3 separate regions of the Mus musculus genome follow, and all the other regions are linked to region 1. Evidence: chromatin contacts called from public promoter capture Hi-C data. All regions are on one chromosome and are shown on one strand. The core of a region is the stretch at or near the end of the contact, and the rest is flanking DNA. Distances in the headings are between cores, read along the strand shown.

Region 1 (3,119 bases), core at 157-2,656:
ATAAAAATGGGTGTCTTGGCCAGGCGTGGTGGCACACGCCTTTAATCCCAGCACTTGGGAGGCAGAGGCAGTTGAATTTCTGAGTTCGAGGCCAGTCTGGTCTACAGAGTGAGTTTCAGGACAGCCAGAGCTACATAGAAAAACCCTGCCTCGAAAAACAAAACACAAAAAACAAAAAACAAACAAAAAAAGGGTGTCTTAGGTAAAAGACAGAAGAACTTGAAGGCATATAAGACTCACTGTGAAACAGAGTAGAGAACAACTATTATTATTGTTATTTGACTTTATTTATATGGGTGTTTTGTCTGTGCACCACATGCATGCCTGGTGCCCACAGAAACCAAAAGAAAGAGAGGGTATCCAATCCCCTGGAACTGGAATTGCAAACAGCTGTGAGCTGCCATGTGGGCGCTCAGATTCTAACCATTGCTTTTAAACTTACGAACCATATCTCCAACTCAATGCAGATTTCTCTTCCTTTCTTTGTTTTTGTTTTGCTTTTTGTTGTTTGGTTTGGTTAGGTTTTTGAGATAAGGTATCATTATGTTGTCTTAGCTGGTTTGAACCACCCACCTCTGCCCCTAAGTGCTAGAATTAAATGCTTTATGACACCACTATCCAAATATTAGACTATCCACAACTCCTTCTATTAGTTTTTCATTTCCTTTGTAATTATCATTTTAAAACTAGTCAATCACAACAAACGCCGGGCAATTGGGGTCAGGGGAGCGTGGGGCAGTCACCACCTGTCCCCTGTGTGCTTGCTAACTGTAGTTGGATCTTGGTGCACCCTTTGACAAAAATAATTGCTTTGCTTCTGTATTCCTTTGTGGGACACTGAGATTCTTCTGTTCCCAGCACAGAAAGAACAAATCAGTGAATCAACGGATAGTCTTTAAACTAACAGGCTCCCATTAGACAGTTTGGGCTAACTCTATCGAGCCAGACCAAGAGCAATTTCTTTGATAGAGACGGTTCTTACTAGAGTAAAAGTTGATATACATTTTCAGTACACAGACACATATGCGCGCGTGCGGAGAGAAGGGGCACCTGAAGAGTGTACCTGTTAAATAGTAGAGACTGACAGAGTTTTAAATGTATGTGCACGTGTTCTACACCCAGAAGACCAACACCATCAACCCGCACCTAGTGGTTATCCACTCCTTGTGTGTGCTCCTGTTCGGCCGAGATGATGAGTCTTTCGCTGGCTGGAGCGTTAAACTGCCTGTGAACAAGGAACTAAACTAGGCTGTCTCGCTGCGCCAGTGCAGTAACCGTGGCTGAGAGCCGGACGCAAAATCTCCCGGAACCAAAAGCGGGTGTAGAGGATTCGGTCCGCCCGGATTCGGAGAGGCGCCAGCACTGTGGGCGGCGCGCGGCTCCGCCCTCCACCCGCCCGCCTCCACAGTTAATAGCCCAGAGTCGGCGTGTGGATAGTGTGGCTCTTTCTGGAACAGAGCAGAGAGCAGCGTCCTGCCCTCGGCTTGAGCAATGCTGAGAAACTGCGCTATGCGCCTGCGCACTCTTGGGGCCACGCCTGCGAGGCGGCCAGGAGCAGCTAGGGTGAGTCCCGGGACGCTTGCTTTCGTGGGGCGAGAAGGGGAGACAGCACGACCGAGACTAAGCTAACACCTGCCCCTGGCTGTGACGGGGCTCTTGGGCTCTTCTGCCCTGAGATTCGAATCGGGAGGAGCCGGAAGGGAAAGTGACTCAAGGTTGAACTAGGTCTGCAGGGATGGGATCGCCACTACTAAGACTGAGATAATAAGAAAGGATAAGCAAGGTCACCCAGAAAACTGTGAAAGAGCCATTATTGACCCCTGGAGAAGACCATTTATCCTTAGCAGGGATCTAATCCTGATAGACTCTGATTCGTTATAACCAATTCAGGAAGAAGTAGACTTCTGATTGTCAGATAATTACTCCCTCTCTAGCCCGTTTTCATCATCTTAGAGGATGTTATGAGACTAAATGAGATAATGCAAGGGAAGCATTTAGCATACCTGGAATGTAAATCTTAAATGTTGCCTGTCCATATTTTTATCCCTGCCTTTGTTCTATTGATGTAGTCAATACTTGTTGAGCTCCAACTCACGCCCGCGTGTGTGTCCGTGTGTACTGAAAATGTATATCGACAGTAAGAACTGTCTCTATCAAAGAAATTGCTCTTGGACTGGCTCGATAGAGTTAGCCCAAACTGTCTAATGGGAGCCTGTTAGTTTAAAGACTATCATATATGTCAGGTGTGATTGGCCACTGACGATAGGTCGTATTATAGTTAGCTAAGGGGAAAAAACGTTCCGCCCAAGAAATTTACGGGTTTAATTTGGGAGAATGGGATCAGTTTGCCAAATCAAATGTTTGTATACAATGTGTTGTAATAAAGAACGACAGCTGACAGGGAACAGCTCTGTATTGAGAAATGAAAAAGAACTTTGATTATTAGGGGAGTGGCATCTCTCTCAAGCTATTGCAGCTTCCTGCTAGACAATAAGAGGGCTGGAGGCCCTGGGTGATAGACACACACACACAATTTTAAAATAATGATGAATGTTGATGTATTGACATCAGCCAGGTACCATCTTGCCGATTAGAAAAGAAAATGATTCGTGCTAGTCTTACAACAACAAATATGAATTAGTTTAATTACATGTTGGAGCCTGGCAGTCTGTGCTGAGCTGAGAACATTACAGCATTAGTATTTGCAGGCCTTTTTTTTTTTTTCATCATGCTGCTTTTGATTTAGTAACGTATCTTAAAAGGAGGCAGAAAAAGTCATAACTTATTTTACAAGTACAAGTCCAACTTCCATAAATGTATAACTAAAGATCAAGCATGACCTTTCCCCTGCTGAGAACAAAGGGTAATGATTATCCCTACAACTTGTCCTTTATTCATAGCCTGTGCTATGAATTTACAAGTGCATTCACCACAAGTAGCGCTTAGACCTCGCCTCTTTGAACTGAAAGTTGAGTTTCTTTTATTTCCCACAACACTGTGGTGTCCAGAAGGTAGCTCGGCATGGCTCCAACTGAAATTAGTAGCTTCACTCCCATTCTCTGCCATCTGCACGTTCACACTAGCAAGCATCTTTTACTTCTAACCTTGCCATCCAAACC
Region 2 (3,119 bases), core at 287-2,786, 2.6 Mb after region 1:
AAAACATATAAAGACAGGGAACATTTGACGCAAAGGATTGTTTGGGTTTTAGATTTCAGCACTTTGGTTGGTTAAATTTAATATTTCATGTGGATATATTTGTAAAAGTTAAAGATTATAAATTTAAGGCATAAAAGTTTAGAAAGCCATATTCTTGGGAACTTTTGAATTATGTTCATGTTAATCTCACAGGTGAAAGTGCATGGAAATTTTCTAATTATACTCTTATTTTTGTACTCTTTAACAAGCTGGGAATGGACATTTATATTTACCTGTGGGGGGAAAAACTCTTAAAACTTAAATGTTTTTTTTTTTCTTGAATTGGTAGTAAGGCTGAAAGCCACTCTGTGTCATTATCAAGGACAACAGGGGAGGCGCAGAGAGATTTGAAGCAGAAGGCAGAGTGTCCAGAGTTTTGTGTATTTACAGATTTGAACACTATGCTAGCAACAAAAGCAGTCAAATGTACTTGAAAGGTATTAATTTTGAAAAGGGAAAAATGGTTACTGTATTAGAGTGGTGAAATGGGTTGGCTTTTTCTTGTTTTACATTTTCTTAAGTGTTGTTACCGACGTTTTCAAGAGGTGAGGGCAATGCTCTGCTGAGGGAAGCATTGGGATGCAGCTGCACAAACCCTAAATTCAAGGATGTACCTCACTTACGTCCCTCAGGGGAACTGTTTCTTTCCCTTGCCATTTGGATGCGATGAAGAGAAAAAAAAATCTTTTACTGGAAAGATGCGGGGTGAGAGCGATAATGCAAGCAAAGAAGCGTCTGCAGTTGCTTAGTGAGTGCTTGCATTTGAAAGTGGGTACATGGCTATGCACATAAATACATACATGATATCAGGGCTATCATAAACACTTGGGGTGGGGTGGGAGGAAACCCTGGAGAGACACGACTGATGGGAAAAGCAAGAGGCTCACTAGACGAAGCGAGCAGAACTTGCCAGTGGTTTATACTTCTTCGGTTTTGTTTAACGGTAGATAGAGGTGGCCAAGTGAGAAGAAAACGTGGGTCGACCGCGACCCGCAAAGAGTGAACAGCAACCAGAGAACGAAAGATGAGGTGTCACTGCACAAAGGAAAGCTCAGACTTGGACCTCGCGGAGGCAAACGTGTCAGCACCCGGATCCTGCAAAGCCCATACCCGTCCCGGTCCTCAGCCCTGGTAGGCACGCTGCCGTGGGCCTCCCGCCGGGAGCCAAGCTTCTCCAGGCTCCGTGGTCCGCGGAGCTGCCCGGAAGCCTCGGGGCGCCGTGGGTACTGACCCCCGCATGGCACCGGCTCAGCGCTGGGGCCAGCCAGGCCCTCCCCAGAGTCTGGGGACGCACGCTAGGTGAGTGACAGCACCACACGTCAGCCTTCGCCACCCGGGCAAGGGAGCGGGCTGAGCAAATCCAGGTTCTCCCAAGGCTCACCTGGGAGGTGATCATGATGCTGGAGTCGATCAGGAAGCTCATGGCGAAGCCTCGGGAGGCCCATGCCCAGCTGTCTACCCCTCAGAGAAGCCGCGGCTTAAGACCTGTCCACCTGCTGTGGTAGGCGGCCTGGCCTGGCGCGTGCTTACGTCATCAAGATGCGCCCTAGCCAGCCAATCAGCGGCCGCATTCTCCGTTTGCCTGGAAGGTGAGGGTGGGCAGGGCTGGAAGCCGCTGGGTAGACTCAAAGCAGATGTGTTTCTTCTTAGTAGGCACAAGGAGGTGAGGAGAGGTAACATTTGCTTTAAGTGGCACTGCCATTAAATATAATGAAATTATTTTTATATTTTTCATAGCTAGAAACACTGGGGTGAGAGTTGTGCGAGGTCCTCAGTGACATTCCCAACACGGCAGAAAGTAAAAATAAGTTAACATAGCGAGTGAGGCTTTAAGTCAAGTAGTGTGTTGCAGATGTTACAGATTTTACTTGGTTTAAAAAGCAGTGTGACATCTATAAGCGAAAGGATGGTGGACAGGAACGTAAGAGTCTTCTCAAACATAGCTAAGTAAATTTCTGATATGATAACGTCAAAAGCACACGGCTTATAAGAGTGTGCACTCATTGGACTCTAATGAGACCGCCATTATAGTTGGCGCTTTAGGGTGTGGAGTATTAGGCCAAAGGACGAGAAATTACATGAAGACAGATTTTAATTCAAAATAATAATTACGTAGGAGTCTTAAAGGTGGGCTATGTTAGAAAGTAGTTTCCCCCTTCCCAACACAGTCTGAGTGGCTGTGGCTCAACTACAAAGTGAATTATAATTCCTTCCATTAGATACTCCATTTATGAAGGCTTAATATACTACAATGGGACTTAGACTTTTCCCACTAGAACCCTAGCTAGTCTTATTGTAAAGACTAGTTACAGTCAAGGCTTGTAAGGGTGCAAGTGTATGTTGCAGGGGATGCTGGTATCTAGAAAGTGAGTGCTCAGATTATAATATAAATAAACAAGAACATTCCCCCAGGTTGCCACACATAAAGAAAGACCCCTGTTCCTTTGATCTGAAGCCTGTCTTACCAAGCAGCCTGTCCTAGTTAGGGCTACTATTGCTGTGTTGAAACACCATGACCGAAAACAAGTTGGGGAGAAAAGGGTTTATTTCAGCCTACACTTTCACACTGTAGTTCCCTTTTGAGGGAAGTCATGACAGGAACTCAAACAGGGCAGGGATCCTGAGGCAGGAGCTGATGCAGAGGCAATGGGTGTGTGTGTGTGTGTGTGTGTGTGTGTGTGTGTGTGTGTGTTGCTTACTGGCTTACTTGTGGCTTGCTCAGCCTGCTTCATATGTGTATAACTCAGACATGGCAACACCCACAATAGACTGGGCCTTCTATCACCAATCACTAATTAAGAAAATGCTCTACAATTTTGCTTCCAGTCCAATCTTATGGAGGCATTTTTCTCAATTGAGTTTCCTTCTTCTTAGATAACTTTAGGTTGTGTCAAATTGACATAAAACCAGATAGCACACAGCACAAACTACATATCAAATACCAAATACCTGTACCAGAGTGCCAGGGAGCTGTGGAGGCTGCCTTACCATGAGAGTCTCTTAAATCACAGAACTCTGTGTTCCTGGTCCCATCTCTCAGGGAAGCAGATAGCTGCCTACAATGTGGCACTCAACTGTCA
Region 3 (3,119 bases), core at 173-2,672, 2.4 Mb after region 1:
TATAAATTCACATATTTTTTTTCTAGAGGGCAACTTGACAATATAAATCAAACCCTCTATATATTAAGGCATATATTTGCCTTAATATTTATAAGTTGAGATCCTTTGTTCCAAGGATGTAGTAAAAACCATGCCATGAGTTCTCTTCACAATACTGGCATTGACATAAATAATCTAGCATCTATCAATAAATTATAGTATAACCTTAAGAGAGTATACTATGCCAACATTTAAAATGACTTCATACAATATAACTACCATAAAATATTCCTAATGTGTTGTCATTTAGTAATTGCAATGGTCAGATATGATGGTGTACACTGCCTGTAATTCTTGCACACAGGAGACCAAAGTCAAAGAATCAATAGTTCCAGGTCAACCTGGGCACAAAGTGAGTTCAAAGCCAGCCTGTGTTATACAGCAAGACTCTGGTGGGTAATACACCCACCACCCACCAAAACAAAGAACTAGAAAACTAGACATCAAATTTGTTTTCTAAAGCCAGGTATGGTGGTGCAAGCCTACAATTTCAGCACTTAGGAGGTGGAAGTATGAGGGTCAGGAGCTCATGGTTACATATTGAGTTCAAAACCAGGTTGGCTACATGAGATCCTATTAAAATTAAAAAAAAAAAAAAAAAAAAGGCAAGCCATCCTCCCCTATATATGCCATTTATTTTAATGGGAATATATGTGGTTTGTGGTTCCAATAATCTTTAAAGACTGGATTCATCTCGGTATGGTGGCTAACATCTGTATTTCCAGCACTAAAGCTAGAAGACTGTCATAAACTGAAGGCCAGCCTGGGCTACATAATAAATACCAAGCAAATCTGGTCCAGAGTGAGACCTTTAAAAGCAAAGGGGGAGGGAAAGTGCGAATAACTTTCTGTCACAGATACAAAGACCTAAGGCTCATGACCCAGTGGGGTACAACTTATTCCCAAGCCATAAACCACGACTTAGATAGATAAAGTAAAAAAAGAGCTTCTTAGGGTATTTCAATTAGGAGATGAAGTTATGTTCCATTGAGAACCATATTAAATTTTTACATCATGAGACACAAGCAGGAATGGGTGTAGTTGATTTTGAAATTACCTCCCTATCACAAGCTCCAACTCTCTCGAACCTAAATTTTTGTCCCTCTTGCCACAGTGTCGCAGAGAAGACTATTTCACTTAGCCACACACACGTCTTTGGAGAAACATCCTTAGACCAGTTGCCATCCTTGAATGCATTTCCTGGCTCCTCTCCCTTCATGCAAGTTTCTGTTCCGGACTTTGTTTCTTGGCCCTGAGTCAGGGCCTCCTCATTCCGGCAGCGTTTTCACTAACCTCAGGGTCGGGGCTAATTTAGAAGCTCCAAATGTTGTCCTCCCGAGGCCAGCAGCCTCAGCTCATGAGCTTCCCATCGCCCCTTCTTAGAAGTAGAGCACCATCCAGGCGGACGCGGAAGGGTCAGAGCACGGGCCGCTCTAGCCGACAGTGTCGGTGGTTTCCGGGGACGCTCTTTCTCTCCTCTCGTTGGGAGGCTGGAGGACCGGCCAGGGGCTGTCTGAGGTGCCGGCGGGCGGGCTCTCCTCTGCCTTTGGTGCCGGGAGGCGGGCCTCGGGTCGCGTGGCCGCTGGCGGGCGGGCCTCTCGGGGCCGGGCGGACTCACGTGACCCTTGCGGGCCTCGGAGCGGCGGGCCGCCCAGAGGAGGCGGCGACGGCGGTGGCGACCGCAGCACGGGAGGTAGCGGCCTGGGGAGGGACCGCCGGCCGCCCTTTCGGACATCCTCGGCGGAGGCGAAACATGGCGGAGGCCTCGGCGGCGGGGGCGGACGCGGGCTCCGCTGTCGCCGCACACCGTTTCTTCTGCCACTTTTGTAAGGGCGAGGTCAATCCCAAACTACCGGTAAGAGCCCCGTGTGTCCCGCGCTCCGGCGCCGCGTAGGTCCTTGGCTCCTAGGGCTGGAAACCGGGTCTTAGGCTGCCCGCACACCCGTGATTCCCTTGACACCGGTGTTCTCGGTACCTGCTGCCCGCTGTCTCCGGGCACTGGTCGCAAACCCTGGGCATCAGGGCCAGGGTCCTGCCTATCCCTCATTTCCGCGGCGTCTCCAATCAGCCCCTCATTTCGCTTCCGCTCTTTAATACCACCCCCATCTTTTTTTGTCTCCTCGGTGAATTCTCGGGCAAATCTGCGTCCAATTTGCTCTCAGTCCCCTTCCTTGTCTTTTCGCGATGACCTATCCCCTGTACTCTTTCCGTTTTTGCGGCTCACCTACTCTTTATTTTTCTTCCCACTTCTCAACCAGATCCTCCCCCCTTCTGCATCCTCAGTGAGCCGAAATAGCATATTGCTGAGGACTTCTTAGTAGGTTTTGTTGAAGTACAGAAAGAGGAGGTTTGGAAGGTAACAGGGAAGAGGGAGATTTTGTTCTTCAGTGGTTTTTGGGTTCTTGTGAAAGTGAAAATAGCAGTGTACCAATGACTTGCAGACTGCGCTCCCTGTTGCTATCGAAGGAAATGGCTTTGGGAAGAAGGTAGGACGTACTGTCTCAACTTATTTTGGATATCACGTTGCCAGTGTCTTTAGCTCCACTTTCCTAGCCCACCCCCTCCATTTTTTTTTTTTTTCTGCCCAGGAAAACAAAAAAAGAACAGAATGTTGGGACTGCTTTCTCTGATATAAAATTGGCTCTGCCAGGCTGTCAGCCAATAGAGAGGTAGGGCTATGCTTTAAGAAAAGGTTTCTGCAGCATGCTAGCCAGTGCCAGCGCCCCCAATTATAATAAGCCTTTTTCTTGTTCGGTGGCGACATTTCTTAAAACGAGTGGCTATGTCATAATTTATTTTATAATCACAGTATCTTGAATACATGGTGTCTTTCTGTTTTTTGTTTGCTTTTTGCACCAAAGTCTCACCATGTTGTCCTGGCTGTCCTGGAACTTGCTTATTCGGATCAGGCTGGCCTAGAGCTCACAGAGGTCTGTCTGCTTCTGCCTTCCTAGGGTTGGGATTAAAAGTGTGCACCGCCATTCCTGGCTTTGAATACACTCTTAAGAGAAGGCCGACTAAGTTTCTGTGTCATAATTAGCTATATCTACTGTGGGTTGGTTTCATTTGCTGCCTTTGCT

Evidence for each region. Promoter capture Hi-C pulls out the DNA fragments that hold promoters and counts their contacts.
Region 2: a promoter capture Hi-C map of pre-B cells shows a contact between it and region 1, with 7 times the contacts expected there. The contact joins the promoter of Gpr89 here to the promoter of Them4 in region 1. A contact is called at or near these places in 2 of 39 promoter capture datasets (liver and pre-B cells).
Region 3: a promoter capture Hi-C map of liver shows a contact between it and region 1, with 2.8 times the contacts expected there. The contact joins the promoter of Polr3c here to the promoter of Them4 in region 1. A contact is called at or near these places in 2 of 39 promoter capture datasets (liver and pre-B cells).

What each region holds. Positions count from the first base shown.
Region 1 is chr3:94,308,726-94,311,844 of GRCm38.p6, forward strand. It overlaps Them4 (thioesterase superfamily member 4), which reads left to right and starts at 1,407. Exons shown (of 6, transcript NM_029431.1): 1 at 1,407-1,563. The coding sequence starts at 1,492. It overlaps Gm36010 (a long non-coding RNA gene), which reads right to left and starts at 1,328. Exons shown (of 4, transcript XR_867460.2): 1 at 1,147-1,328.
Region 2 is chr3:96,903,762-96,906,880 of GRCm38.p6, forward strand. It overlaps Gpr89 (G protein-coupled receptor 89), which reads right to left and starts at 1,537. Exons shown (of 14, transcript NM_026229.4): 1 at 1,421-1,537. The coding sequence starts at 1,462.
Region 3 is chr3:96,726,017-96,729,135 of GRCm38.p6, forward strand. Polr3c (polymerase (RNA) III (DNA directed) polypeptide C) reads right to left here and starts at 1,423. Exons shown (of 15, transcript NM_028925.1): 1 at 1,333-1,423. Rnf115 (ring finger protein 115) reads left to right here and starts at 1,595. Exons shown (of 9, transcript NM_026406.3): 1 at 1,595-1,894. The coding sequence starts at 1,793.